Linked DNA regions of Mus musculus: region 2 is linked to region 1. The links are chromatin contacts, called in public HiChIP or PLAC-seq maps. All regions are on one chromosome and are shown on one strand. The core of a region is the stretch at or near the end of the contact, and the rest is flanking DNA. Distances in the headings are between cores, read along the strand shown.

Region 1 (7,761 bases), core at 3,345-5,844:
ATGGGCTGCATGTGCTGGTGTCTGGTGGAGCTGTACCTACGCTGCTCCAAACTGGAGAACCAGGGATAGGCCCTGCCACTGTCTCTGGGTAGACTGAAGATGGACTAAGATTGCCTCTCTTCTGAATTTTACTCCAGACTTTACTCATCGTATCAGCCAATTCATAAATGAGCTGGACCTGAGAGAAAGGGAGAGTAGGGGGAAGAATCATGTTTTCAAATTCTATTCACAACTACTAAAATGCAAGACATAAAAAAACTGACACAATGGAGTACTACTCAGCTATTAAAAAGAATGAATTTATGAAATTCCTAGCCAAATGGATGGACCTGGAGGGCATCATCCTGAGTGAGGTAACACATTCACAAAGGAACTCACACAATATGTACTCACTGATAAGTGGATATTAGCCCAAAACCTAGGATACCCAAGATATAAGATACAATTTGCTAAACACATGAAACTCAAGAAGAATGAAGACTGAAGTGTGGACACTATGCCCCTCCTTAGAATTGGGAACAAAACACCCATGGAAGGAGTTACAGAGACAAAGTTTGGAGCTGAGATGAAAGGATGGACCATGTAGAGACTGCCATATCCAGGGATCCACCCCATAATCAGCTTCCAAACGCTGACACCATTGCATACACTAGCAAGATTTTGTTGAAAGGACCCAAATGTAGCTGTCTCTTGTGAGACTATGCCGGGGCCTAGCAAACACAGAAGTGGATGTTCACACAGCTATTGGATGGATCACAGGGCTCCCAATGGAGGAGCTAGAGAAAGTACCCAAGGAGCTAAAGGGATCTGCAACCCTATAGGTGGAACAACATTATGAACTAACCAGTACCCCGGAGCTCTTGACTCTAGCTGCATATGTATCAAAAGGTGGCCTAGTCGGCCATCACTGGAAAGAGGGGCCCATTGGACATGCAAACTGTATATGCCCCAGTACAGGGGGAACATCAGGGCCAAAAAAATGGGAATGGGTGGGTAGGGAAGTGGGGGGGGGAGGAGTATGGGGGACTTTTGGGATAGCATTGGAAATGTAATTGAGGAAAATATGTAATAAAAAATATTAAAAAAAAAAAGAAAACTGACAAGTTCAAAATGTAAAAGTCTACAAAATAACTAACGACCAAAAACCATCATGGAGTTTACATGATTTACAGCAGCCACAAACTTCCACTGTGCTGTTTTATGGTGAGTAAGCATTTCTGCAGATGGATGTAGTCTAACGAGCAGTGTTCACTATTGAGAAGTAGATTCCCTTTAAGAATGATCAGGAACAAATACAAATGCCTCTTACACAGAGAACTGGTGAAAGCAGAAAGCAAATACACACCCTGGGAAGTGTGGTTACTTTATGCACTATAAAGCATCTATCACCCTTCCTTATATAATTTCCAAAACTAAATCTTCTCTATTTTTCTGAGATAAAAATGACATGGGATTTCTTTTGAGGCAAGTGAAAAGAACGATATAACAGAGAGTAGAAAAAGAAAATCATTACCTTATGAGACTTCTAGAGATAGAAAATATCTCCAACCTACTTCCCATGGGATATGTTATCCCAATATTGAGAGAAAAACCATTTAACTTGCAAATTGTTTGACTGAGTTCTAAGATATTTATACAAGATTTCATAAATAAGCATTAATCATGGAGTGTGTATGAGAACATATTGGCATATACTGTATAAAACAAGCCTAGGGGGGAAGGCAAACATAACATATAAGCAAACCCACGGCTGGATACCATACTTCGATTGTGATTTTTAAAAAAGCGAAATTCTCCTATTTATAAAGAGTTTCAGCGCTAGGACACACCCAGATGATGAGGCTAGCCTCTCACATGGGCAAAACAGATGTAAAGAGACACTGTTGTCACTCAGATGGAGATACACTGTTGTCAATCAAATGTACAGAGACACTTCCTTGATGTAACCTCTACATGCTCTAGTTTTCTACTTTTTGTGTACTGAAGCCTCAAATCTCGAGTCATGGATATCTGTAGTTTTAAAATGAACTAATGACTACAGATTCTACCAAAAAAATGAAAAAAAAAGAACTTTATAGAAAAACTATTAAAGTCATTTTCTATTTCATAATTAAGATTTTTCTCTTAAAAGGAAGTGTTGGAACCCAAGTCCTTCTGAATGATTGTTTCTCTTTTTCCTAAATGAAATGAAAGAGCTGTCTAATAAGAGCAACATTAACCACAGGAAGTAAGTTCTACTCCCAAGGGTTTAGTGTTATTTACTTCAGAGGCACAATACTGCTTTTATTGTCACTACTTCTGATTCCTTCCACTATTGTTCTTAAAAAGATGTAACATCACATGTGTTTAATGTGGCAAGCAAGCAATGGCATAAACCTCAACTATAATTCTAGTTTCAAAGAACACACAGCTCTCAAACAAAGGAAGCATGCAGAGGCTACATCAGTTTTCAGTTGGAGTTCAGCTGAAACACTGAGGATTAAAAATCATAAAATTAAAATGTGTATAATTAAAATGTGTATAACTAAGAAGTACAACTATTCTAAATATCCCATAGAGTAACTGAAACTCTCATTTTCTGCTGGTAAGAACAGAAGATTTAAAACGAGTTTGGTAGTTTTGAATATATATATATATATCTCCTTATCCAGCCAATTAAAGTAGTTTCCCTAAATAAAAAAAATAAAATAAAAAAAAAAAGCTTATGTCTGCAGAAACATAAACAGAAATATTTACAGCATACTGTACATCTGGAAAAGTCCTAAATGTTTAACAACAAACACTGAACAAATGAAGGTCAATTATATAGCTAAATGTTAGTAATAATAAGAGAACATATGTAAGACATGAACTAATCTAAAAATGGCTGTGTAGCATGAAGGAAGTTAAACAAAAAACACAACTGTAGAATTCCATCTACACTATGGGGTTTCCAAAGACTATAACTTTTAGGACAGTTTCTATGATGATTTAATGAGTATATATCCCAACCTTATTCAAACTGGGTAACTTAAACACACAGTTTATTGTACACTAAGTATACTTCAGTAAAACTAGATTATGAAAGAAATAAAAAATAAGCATATATTTAGCACCATTCAATGAGCTTTGTGTGGAGACAACTGAATAGCCACGGCAATCTGAGTATGGCATACTGGCTAAATAAATTTTTTTAATTCCTTAAATATTCAAAATATATATTTTTAATTCCTTAAATATTCAGAAATGAAGAAAATCGTATCATTAATGATGGACCCAAAGAGGAAGCTTATCTCTGAGATTTAGAGTATGAAATGGATACCGTCTTAGATCTAGAATAAGCAATTAGTACTCAACAAGAATCTAGCCCATGAAACAGATACCTATTGGGATCTAGTACATGAAATGGATACCCACTCAGATCAAGAATAGGAAATGGATGTCTACTGTGTTCTAGAACAGGAAATGGACACTCACGCTCATGACTTTATCTAACACCTAATCTGTCTATATAAAGATCAAGGAACCAGCTGAGGACAAAAATGCCTGATTTTATAAAAGGAGTAGGTAGGGTACAGAGAAGAAAGAAAGAGTTGCCCAAGTCAGCTATGTACAAACTCTGAGCAACAAGAAAAGAGTAATAAGAAGACAGTTCCCTGTTTAGGAAGAGAAAAGGAATTAATTCCAGAGTTTGAGAAGTGACACAGTACCAGGCTCTTACTCTTAGGTCAAGCCAAGCATCATCACTTTTAAAAATTGTTGTATTTTATTTTGTCTTATCTAGACTATTGTCATGGTGATGGAAAGCCAGGAAACTCTTTGAGAAAAGCTGAATCTGTTCTTTCCTGTTCTATTTTGTAGAACTTAAGGAACCAGGTGCCATCAATGGTGCCTTAAGACAAAAAAGAAATGTTTGTGTCACATATGAATAAATCATTGTATCAGCACTGTAATATACCATCTGAGACAGAGTAGAATCTGAGACCTGAGTGTCGTAAGGTCTGTATCTGCACTTTCAAAGTTCTGCTCCCACAAACGCACAGCACTTGTTCCACAGACCCTCACATTACTGTCTGCCTATATATAGGTATCTGTATCCAAACCTCTCTTGGTTTGTTTTTTTTTTTGTTTTTTGGTTTTTTTTTTTTTTTTTTGGTTTTTCAAGACAGGGTTTCTCTGTGTAGCCCTGGCTGTCCTGGAACTCGCTCTGTAGACCAGGTTGGCCTCGAACTCAGAAATCCACCTGCCTCTGCCTCCCAAGTGCTGGGATTAAAGGCGTGCGCCACCACGCCTGGCCTCAAACCTTGCTTTTTAAGTGGACTTAATTAGTGCTCATTCTAACGGCTTCTTTTTTCTCCTCTGGACACTTTTACTAGATGCAAGATCACATTCAAAGATAAAGAGGGATAGGACAACATCCCACTCCACCCTGCCCCAAGGGACATAATTTAACAGTTTCTTTTACTCTTACAAGGATTTTAAAGCAGCCAATAGCACTAGCATTCTAATAGCAACCTAAGAGATGGTCAGAATTCTCTATAGCACTGCTGGAACACAGTCCAAGCATGGAGTCATGGAGGGGAGTTCTGAGTGCTTGTTTTAACATGAGTCTTTTGACCTCAGTTTCATCAAAAAAACACAGACATTCTTGGAATTCTTGGAATGTGTTTGCCTGATCCTCCCAGGTATAGGGGAGTCTATTTCAGTTGTTTTTTGTTTATATGCCTCTGTAAGAAAACATGTTTTTGCCATGTGTGTCTTGTCCTTGTGATTACACACTTTACTCCGGTGACTCTTCTTAACCCTCAGAGTATAAACTGCCTGATGCTCTGAATAAACTTGGCTGCTGCATGATACTGTAGTAGTCAGCCTCATTTTTAGTCCCTGCTCTCCCAGGTTCACGCAGCCAACTAGCGTGGTAAAAAACAACACTATGAAACCAAATTATATAGCATATAACAGAAAGAAGTAGAGAGAGTATCCACAGCATGATTTTGTGCATAAAGAAACTTGCAACCAAGACCGATAACCTGAATTTCATTTTCAATACCCACATGCTTAAAGGACAGAAATAACTCCTATAAACACCTCAATAAATAGACAGATGATAGATAGATAGATGATGATAAATAGACAGATGGTTGATAGATAAATAGATAGATAGATAGATAGATAGATAGATAGATAGATAGATAGATCATGTATGGATGGATGGGTGAATGTTTAAAAAGAGGCAGGTGGGGAGAGCTGCATTGTACTGGAAAGGAACTTCTATAATATGGAATGATAGTGGAAATTAATTTTTTTAAATACTTCAAAATCTGGCCTGGTTGATAACTATTAAAGCTGGAATAGATATATGTACTATGAATTTATGACCATTGGCCGATCAGATTCAATAATATGCTACAGGAGATTATTTTTAAAATAGGATTCAACATTGACTATGTGGAAAATATACAATAGTATATTTGAAGTTAAAAATGTAAATTTTATGATAATTAATGATGTACACAAAACCAGGTGATATGAATTCATAGTAATTGTAATGAGGCAGAATACAACGTGACTGGCATATCACAGCTGAAATGTTATGGAAGTGGCAACTTTTAATAAGTGTTCTCTTTAGGTGTAAATGAGCAAGATTTGAAAGGGGGCTCTGAGAATCTGATTAAAAATTATATTTGGTCACTTAAGTACATCCTCCAGCCCAACAATAAAAGAAATAGTTCCTCAGAATTTCAAACCAGCACATCTATAACTGATTTTATTCCACCAGCCAAAAGATGAATTTATATATTCATCAATACAATTCTTACTATAAAACTTGATAGAATTTTAAAGCCATTCTTCATCTAATCATCGCAATGTTGATGGCAAGGTTTAAGGACAAAAAGGTAGGGTATTTAAAGGAAGAGAAGTCTTTTAATAAAACAAATAAACATTAAAAAAAATTTAGCATTTAGAATGAAGTGTACCAACCTGGGGATTAGAGCATTTTATCTCTAATGACTCTAAGTCAACATGAAGACAGACAACAAATGAATGCCTTCCATCGGGTCCCACAGGAAGCAGCTTTTGAGATGTGACTGCTAGAGTAGAGGTACATCCCATAGGCTCCACAAGGGAAAGAGTCACTTGCTTTCCAAGAAGGGTATATATGCTGAAATGATGCAAGCTTATGGTCCAAGGAAATGCATCACCTATAAGGGAACAAAACAGAAAAATGAGACCAACAAAATTACACAATTAATGAATACAAATAAAAAATTATTTAAAATTTCAATCTGAAATATAGCACAACATAACAAAGGTAGGATCTCAGAGACTAAGGTAGTAAATGATTTACATGCTACTTAAATAATTTAACTTTAGTATTTGTAGTTACTATAATATACTTCTATACTTTTCATACATTGTAAGCATAAGAAGAAACCTGGCTATGAAATGAGAGAGGAGAATAATATGGATGTTTTTGTGTGGTGGCAACTCACACCAGAATTAATGGTGATGGAGCATGCTAATGAATCAGGCTTCTGGTGCTATGTTAGAAGTACTTAGTCAGAAATTCTGTGGATGGAAATCAGGCATATTTCTACATATTCCTTGTGTGGCTCTCAAAGCACATGAGATATATTTTAAAGGATGCAGGCTTGACTAAAAATTTAGCATTCATAAATATCATAACTGAAAGAAAAATATTTCTTTTACTGTTCTAGTAATTTATCTAATGTGCAATGTATTTATAAGTAGAAGCATAGACTATATAACATCTTAGAATTTTATACTGTATTATAGGTAAAGTAGACGGATATAATTCCAATTGGAATATTGAAAATTCATTATTCTGGTATATATAGATATAGATATAGATATAGATATAGATATAGATATATACACACACATATATATATTTGTAATTACTATATATACTTCTATACCTTTCATACATTATAAGCATAAGAAGAATGTTAAATACAAGAAATAAAAACAGAAATAGAAGTCCTAACACCCTCTTTGCCACTATAGTAGATAGTAAATGTTCCATATATATATATATATATGGAACATTTACTATCTACTATATATATATATATATATATATATATAATAAATAGTGGATATATAGTGAAAAATAGTGGATATTCATACATAGTGGATATTAATGTTCCATCAAATACCATATACATATATGATAAATGTGAACATTCAAAATATCTAAACCAGGAAACTCTGAAATTGGGAGTTTAGGTAATATAATAAATACAGGTAGAGGGTAGTTGGTAACTTGGCTAGAAACAATAATTTCATAGTAGGACATGGTCCGCCCTGCACACCTTGCCTGTTCCAGATATAATATTTTCCTACTAAGGAAAAAAATGAGTACTTTAAATCATCTGTAACTGATTTTAAACTAATTTTTAAACCTGTATCAAATTCTATGCTGTTTACAAAATTAAACCTCTGCCACCATCATCTCCTGTACTTGGAATGATTTCAGATTCTCACTTTAAATAAATAGGTATATTTGTATGTGTTTCCAAACTTTATTCTAACAAATACTAAGTGATGATTATGGAACAAGATCACATTTAAATTTGTTAAAAACGTCACAGTTGACACTGGCACTCTTAGAAAAAATTCCCAACATGCATGCGAGGAAACATGAGAGACTACCTAGTAGGATGTCTTTAGCCTGCTGGGAACTCTGGCCTTTGTTCCTTCCCTGTGAGTGCTCAGGCCCTGCCTTGTACTTTCAGTCTACAAACAAACAAGGCCCAA
Region 2 (7,761 bases), core at 2,364-4,863, 510 kb before region 1:
TGATCAGCTTCCAAACGCTGACACCATTGCATACACTAGCAAGATTTTGCTGAAAGGACCCAGATACAGCTGTCTCTTGTGAGACTATGCCAGGGCCTAGCAAACACAGAAGTGGATGCTCACAGTCAGCTATTGAATGGGTCACACGGCCCCCAATGGAGGAACTAGAGAAAGCACCCAAGGAACTAAAGGGAACTGCAACCCTATAGGTGGAACAACAATATGAACTAAGCAGTACCCCGGAGCTCTTGTCTCTAGCTGCATATGTATCAAAAGATGGCCTAGTCGGTCATCACTGCAAAGAGAGGCCCATTGGACTTGCAAACTTTATATGCCCCAGTACAGGGGAACGCCAGGGCCAAAAAGGGGGAGTGGGTGGGTAGGGGAGTGGGGGGGTGGGTATGGGGGACTTTTGGTATAGCATTGGAAATGTAAATGAGCTAAATACCTAATAAAAAATGGGAAAAAAAGTTACAACACATAAAAAAAAAAGTTGAACTTTCTTAAAAATCTGTAGGCCAGACATGTCTCAGCATACCTTTATGTCCCCAAACACAGTGTATAGAGCGTGTCACTTAGGTGATGAGTTTGGTTCAGTGGACCATTTTCATTTATTTATTTACTTTTTGAGTTGGCGCATCAGGTAGTCTAGGCTGGCCTCTGACTCTGTCAGTGAGGATGCCCTCGAGCTCCTTCCTCTAGCTCTTGACGCCACATGCTGAGGTTACAGTATAGGTGTGTGCCCTGTGCTTGGCTCAGCATCTCTATGTGTTTGGTTGGTTACAGTATAGGTATGTGGCCCCATGCCTGGCTTATCTCTATGTGTTTGCTTGAGCTTTGGTACAAAATGTTAATATATTTTTATGTTCTTAGTGGAGTATGCTTTTTATTTATGTAAATGATTCAAAAGGCATGAGTTCAGATCATCTTATGACACACTGGGATTTATTACATGCAATATATACGAGTCCACTTACTCCTGTTATTTTTTACCAATAGAACAGTGCATTAAAGATTTGAGTACCCAAGTTTTAAATCCTAATTACTTTCTTCTTGTGTACCTTAAAAGTAGTTTGTCTGTAATAGGAAAACCCAGTCTCAACAATATGGTGGCCTAACTGAGACCTGCATAATGACAACCAGCTGACATGCCAACATGAACGGGGGTGGGGGGGGTGGAGGGGGATGTCACAAGGTGCCTAGATGAAGAGGTACAAGCAATCAGTGACTGCTGAGAGGCAGGGAAGAGAGGGTCAGTCTCCTCCAGGGATAAGGCCCTGGTAGGTTATCCAGTCCCAAATGGCCAACCCTAAGCACATATATATGAGCAACACAAACGGACTCAGTAGGTAGAAGGAAATTAGAAATGATGTAAAAAGGCATTATATGTAGGAAGTCCTAAAAAATGTACACGTAAAAAGGGACTTTAGCTCCAAACAGTATTTATAGCATTTAATTATGAAAATTGGTGTTTGTTCTCAACTAAGACTTAGCTTTCTCAGATTCATTCTGTTATCTTTATAGCTTGAATGTCATAATAGTAAACAAGGAGATTTCTTAAGTATAAAAATATCATCTCTATCTAAAAGCAATGTATCAAAACCCAATAACTCTGTCTCCGGGAAGATGACTATGTGATTTCCTGACTAATCACTGTGTTTATTTTACAATGGAACATGGTGGCTGAGCAACTCCAAACATGCTCAGCTTGGTAACAGGTATCCTCACGTGCAAACCATGGGGGTGGGGAGTGGGGGTGCGGGGTGGGGGTGGGGGTGGGGGTTGGAGCAGAGCAACTGGTTAGATGCAGGAATCTCGGGTCCCATCTCCCTTCATTCCTCCTTCCCTGGAGCCTGTACAGTTAGGAGCCAGAGCACTAGGGGAAACTGAGGCAGATCCCAGAAAGCTAATTTATCCCAGTGGAGGCCAATTTTCTAATTTTCTAATCCTTTTTGAAACTGCAGAAACTGTTAGATGTTCCATAAACAAGGTAGCCAATGGCTGTAGTGTGTGCCGCGGACACATGCTATCAGTCACAAGTTCTGAAGGTAGCGCCCCTTGTGGCTGGAGAGAGAACTGTGCTGCTTAGTTTTTTCTTAGTTTTGCCAATTTGACACAAGCTGAAGTCATCTGGGAAGAGGGAGCCTTGGTTGAGAAGTGTCCACATCAGATTAGCCTGTAGGCATGGCTGTGAGGTAGTTTCCTCATCAATAACTGTTGTGGAAGGGCCTAGCCCAGTGTGGGTGGTGTCCCTGGGTGCAGGTGGTTCTGGAGTGGATGACAAAGCAAATTGAGCAGGCCAGGAGGAGCAAGCCAGTCAGCAGTATTCGTCTCCAGCCTTTGCTTCAGCTCTTACCTCCTAGGCTCCTGGCTGGAGTCCCTGCCCTGACTGCCCTCCATGATGGGCCTGGGAGCTGTAAGCTGAAATAAAACCTTTCCTTCCGAAGCTGGTTGTGATCAGCATTTTATCACAGCAATAAAAAGCAAACAGACACTAACTTTTCCAGGGAAACAGAAAGAGCAGTTACAAGTGTGTTAATTGTGCAGTTAAGTTTTAGAGACACTATTTTGCATTATGCTATGGATAGGTATGGCTCCCATAGTCTCATGTGTTTGGCCAATCCTATTGTGACCAGGGAGTGAAATGTGGTAGTTTGAATATGCTTGTCACAGGGAGTGTCACTTTTAGCAGGTACAGCCTTATGGAGTAGGTGTGGCCTTGTTGGAGGAAATGAGTCATTGTAGGCGTGTGCTTGGAGACCCTCCTCCTAGCTCCCTAGAAGATGTCTTCTCCTGGCTGGATTTTGAACAAGATGTAGAAATCTCAGCTCTGTCTCTAGCAACATGCCTGCCTGGATGCTGAGATGTATCCTGTCACGATGATAATGGACTGAAAATGTAAAGCCATCCGAAATTCAATGTTGTCCCTTAAAAAAAAAAAAAAGATTTAGAGACACTACCACATCCCCCATGTGGACAAGGGGAGAAAATGAGAACCACAATCTCTTTTAAATTAGAATTGGAAGGACTTTTATACAGGGAGAGAGTCTTGGGTGTCAGGGTTTGATAGATTAAAATCTACTGGCTGAGATGTGAGATTAGAGTTAAATAATAGTGGGGAGGAAGGAATTGTACTGAGGACCAGTGAGATGCTCAGCAGGGGCTTGCCTCTAAGACTTGACAACATGCATTTGATCCCTAGAACTGTAAGACTCTGGGGAGCCTTAGTTTACCAGGGATCCCCTGAGTGAACCACGTGGAGCCAGGATCAATGCAAAAAGCAAGAGGAATTTATTGTTCCAGTGCACTGGGGTCATCCCAGAGCTGAAGGAGAGGCGGCGACCCCCAGCACCAGTTCAGCGAGTTTTTATATGGTTTCCAAGGGCAGAGCAGAGCATCAACAACTAGGCGCAATATGATTGACAGAACAGTGCACCCTTTAAGCTGATTGGTCTTTAGGGAAAGAGGTGACAAGGGCTTACCCTAGTCAAGGTGAGCAACAGTTCGTCCTGTGGAATGTGTCCCCACCCTCAGGTCAGTTCCTGCCCTGTGGTCTGAGGCATGTTAATTGGCCTCTCCCCTCCGGAGGGCAAGTGTTTCATGACCTTCCCAAAGTTCCTGAGCTGACCTTTTCAGAACCCACACTAGAACTAACGCCTGAGGGTAAAAGCTGTCCTCTGACCTACACACTACGCAAAACCAGAAAGAGTTGTGTTGAGTGCTGCTTCGAGAAAGCAACCCAATTGATTGATGGCTTCCAGCAGCAGCAGCAGCAGCTGCAGCCGCCGCCACCAACGCTGCCCTCGCTGGCACGCATGCGCAGACTACCTACTCCACTCCTGTGAGAAACTGAGACGTCTACACTGAAGGTGAACCGGCTGACTGAACTCTCACTGGAGGCAAGTCTGTAGAAAGCTGGAAGCCAGGTTTCAAGAGTAGTGAGCGCTAACGGAGGCCCTCCCTTCCATCATCAGGGCGCTGAGGTTGCACCAGTGGATGCATCTGTGGATGACGCAATGGTGAAACAGAATTCAATTGTTGTTGTTGTTGTTCCTTTAACGATCAACAGATTTGGAAGATAACGACCTGAATTAGGAAATTTAATTAATTTAAAAATTTCCAAATAATTGGATTGTGGAAATTTAATGAGAAAAGCAGAAGCTACTAAACCAGATTAAAGACTAGGTTTTTTCTTTTTTTTTTTTTTTTTTTTTCCTTACATAATTCAAGGGCTCTGGAAGTAAATAGCTTTTGGGTCTTCATTGGTTTAGGGCCAGAGACACAACTTCGTGGAAGAATTCTTCCTCCCAGCACAAGATTCTGTGTTCAATCCCAGGAAAACATGCACGCACATGCAGCACTTGCCTAGCTTCTCTGGTTTACACAGTGACCGGGTTAATGTGGTGGGAAGTGAACTCATTTCCTGCTGAGAGGCCAGAGCAGCCATGCACATGTCATGGCTGCTCCAAATCAACAGTACTCAATAGCAATGCAAGCAAGATACAGCTTCCGGAAAGAAATGCTGATTTGATGCATTTAAATAATTCTTTTAAATTTCTATGACTGTCTCTGTGCCACAGTACCTCTTCACCATGGAGTAAAGGCGGGACACCAGTGTCCCCCAGATACTCAGTCCCCAACAAGAGCTGCTCAGCATCCAAGAGGAGACACTTAGGAATGTTATGTCAACTTGTAGACATGTTTATAACTGGAGAGTTTACCAACGAGAGCTGAGACCGCACTGGATGATCTTTGTTTTCTTTCCTTTAATCATCAACAGATTGCTGGGTATTTGGAAGATACCAACTCACTCATCGTGAATTTCAGGAAAAGTTCATGTCTGAAATGGAATATGAAAACGAAAACAAAGCAGGTGTTTTATCACACACTGTGACAGACTCTGAACTGGAAGCACTTAGGGCAGTGGTTCTCAACCTGTGGCCCAAGACCCCTTTGGGGGTTGAATAACCCATTTATAGGGGTCCCTTAAGACCATTGGGAAAAAGATATTCATATTACAGCTTGTTAACAGTAGCAAAATTCAGTTATGAAACAGCAACAAAAAAGGTTGAGGGTCACCTCAGTTATGAAATAGCAACAAAAGTAATTTTAAGGTGGGGGTCAGCACACCCTGAGAAACTGCATTGAAGGGTTGCAGCATCAGTGGGGTCAGCACACCCTGAGAAACTGCATTGAAGGGCTGTAGCATTAGGAAGGCTGAGAACCACTGAGCTGGAGTGAATTTGTGAGTCTGAGGATTATCTAAGAGCTGCTGGTTCACCAGGGGTCTACTCAATGCATAAAGCTAAGTTTAAATCAGCTAACCATACAAATGAAATGCATATTTTTAAAAAGTAAGAAATTGTATACCCTACGGCTGTTATTATATTTATTTATATAATATAGTTTTATTAATTTGTAAAATTAATATAAAATATACACTTTCCCATTCATGGATTCATGATCCTGTGGCTTAGTATTATAAAATTTTGTTACTTTAAAGATTACTTACAGAATTTAATAAAATAGATTTAATCTGAAAGACATAGTTGTTTTAAAGTATCATTTCATTTTGGATTTACCAATTCCACCCAGGTTTGGCTACTCTGATTGTAACACAAATGCCTTCTACCTGAGTGACACTAAAGATTATTGATTGAGTTAGGGTGTGTTTACTAAGAGTTAACTTGATACTTTACTGAATAAGTTCAGAAGCATGATAATCTGAATTGTTGTTTTTCTGGCTAGCATTTTGTCAGCTTGACATAGCTAGAGTTATCTCAGGAGAAGCAACCTCAATTGGGAAGATACCAGCATCAGACTGGCCTGTAAGCTAGCCTGCAGGACATGGCCCCACTGATGATTGATGAGGGAGGGCCCAGCTAACTGTTTGTGGGCCATCCCTGGGCTGGGGGTCGATCTGCTGCTGGTGGGTGCTATAAGAGAGCAGGCTGAGCAAGCCATGGGAAACAAGCCAGTAAGCAGCAGGGCTAGGGAGGTGATGCATGTGTGACCCCATGGCTTGTCTGTTTTAATCACTTGGGGTCTGTCATAGTCAGGGTTTCTATTCCTGCACTAACATCAAGACCAAGAAGCAAGTTGGGGAGGAAAGGGTTTATTCAATTCAGCTTACACTTCCAAGTTGCTATTCATCACCAAAGGAAGTCAGGACTGGAACTCAAGCAGGTCAGGAAGCAGGAGCTGATACAGAGGCCATGGAGGGATGTTCCTTACTGGCTTGCTTCCCCTGGCTCACCTTATAGAACCCAAGACTACCAGCCTAGGGATGGCACCACCCACAATGGGCCCTCCCCTCTTGATCAGTAATTGAGAAAATGTCTTACAGCTGGATCTCATGGAGGCATTTCCTCAAGGGAGGCTCCTTTCTCTGTGATAACTCCAGCTTGTGACAAGTTGACACACAAAACCAACCAATACAGAGCCTTAGCAGACTAAACCCTGTGTTGATTAGTTGAGATTTCTAACATATTTCTTGATATGCATCTTGAATCTTGAAGCTAGAGCTATTTATAATTTTCTTCAGACTCTGCAGTTACCTAAAGTTACCAAAACAAATCCTCCTCCTCCTCCTCCTCCTCCTCCTCCTCCTCCTCCTCCTCCTCCTCCTCCTCCTCCTCCTCCTCCTCCTCCTCCTCTTCTTCTTCTTCTTCTTCTTCTTCTTCTTCTTCTTCTTCTTCTTCTTCTTCTTCTTCTTCTTCTTCTTCTTCTTCTTCTTCCCCCTTCTTCTTCTTCCCCCTTCTTCTTCTTCCCCCTTCTTCTTCTTCTTCTTCTTCTTCTTCTTCTTCTTCTTCTTCTTCTTCTTCTTCTTCTTCTTCTTCTTCTTCTTCCCCTCCTTCCTCTCTTCCCCTCCTCCTCTCCTCCTCCTTGGGCAGATCTCTTTGCTGATTAGGCTCAGTGGGCTGGCTGGCGAGCCCATCTCTGTCCCCAGACTTGGTTTTACAAGTGCACACTACCACACCCAGCTTCCTGTGTGAGTGCTGGGGAATGAAGTCAAATCTGAGGAATGCTTGCCCAGCAAGCCCTTTACCAACTGAGCTATCTCTCCAGCCACTACTTCACTAATTTTTAAAAATTGGCTAGTAATAAAAAGAAAATTATCAGCCATATGGAAATAATAGCATTGTGTCATGTTTCAACCTTCGTGTTAGATTTGCAAAATTGAAATATAATTATGAATAATAAAATAACCACATGTACTGTTGAGCTGAGTGTGCCCTGATGTGCTCTTGACACAATGGAAACACTGACTAATAGAGTGAGGTGTTTGATGATCGTGAGAGCAGTTTTGTTCTTGGCAGTGGTGGTTTGATTTTGCCAACTTTAAAAGTGGCTCTGTTGGTGGATGAAATAGTTACAGAAAAAAATGTATATGATCTGTGCTCAGAATATATGCATCAGCAAAAGAGTCTGTGTTCGAAATCAAGCAGGATCCTGATCCTGAAAACGGAATCCCAGGCTTACAGACAAGAAATTGGGCTGGAGAGATGGCTCAGCTGTTAGGAGCACTGACTGCTCTTCCAGAGGTCCTGAGTTCAATTCACAGTAACCACATGGTGGCTCACAGTCATCTGTAATGAGATCTGATGCCCTCTTCTGGTGTGTTTGAAGAGAGTGACAGTGTACTTACATACATAAAAATAAATAATAGAGTTAAAAAAAAAGAAATTGAATACTATGTTTTGCTTGTCATTTAAATTGAGCAGTGAAGAATTTCACATGTTTAATTTCGTCTTAACTCAT

Evidence for each region. HiChIP or PLAC-seq counts read pairs in DNA pulled down with a chosen protein or histone mark.
Region 2: an H3K27ac HiChIP or PLAC-seq map of embryonic stem cells shows a contact between it and region 1, with 3 times the contacts expected there. The contact joins two enhancer-like sites. A contact is called at or near these places in 3 of 39 promoter capture datasets (the C10 cell line, liver and pre-B cells), 3 of 115 datasets of contacts at active chromatin or transcription factors (embryonic stem cells and trophoblast stem cells) and 1 of 9 other capture datasets (embryonic stem cells).

The regions. Positions count from the first base shown.
Region 1 is chr15:35,616,019-35,623,779 of GRCm38.p6, reverse strand. Vps13b (vacuolar protein sorting 13B) reads right to left here. Exons shown (of 62, transcript NM_177151.4): 24 at 5,962-6,182; 25 at 1-178. Among named protein-coding and RNA genes, the nearest start is that of Mir599, 41 kb to the left of the region's middle. Within about 2 kb of position 4,594, at least 4 of the 459 cell types and tissues checked have an H3K27ac peak or open chromatin away from gene starts, as enhancers often do. A contact at or near this core is called in embryonic stem cells, where this site is marked.
Region 2 is chr15:36,122,938-36,130,698 of GRCm38.p6, reverse strand. The region is part of intron 2 of Rgs22 (regulator of G-protein signalling 22); the gene reads left to right. Among named protein-coding and RNA genes, the nearest start is that of Rgs22, 14 kb to the left of the region's middle. Within about 2 kb of position 3,613, at least 35 of the 459 cell types and tissues checked have an H3K27ac peak or open chromatin away from gene starts, as enhancers often do. A contact at or near this core is called in embryonic stem cells, where this site is marked.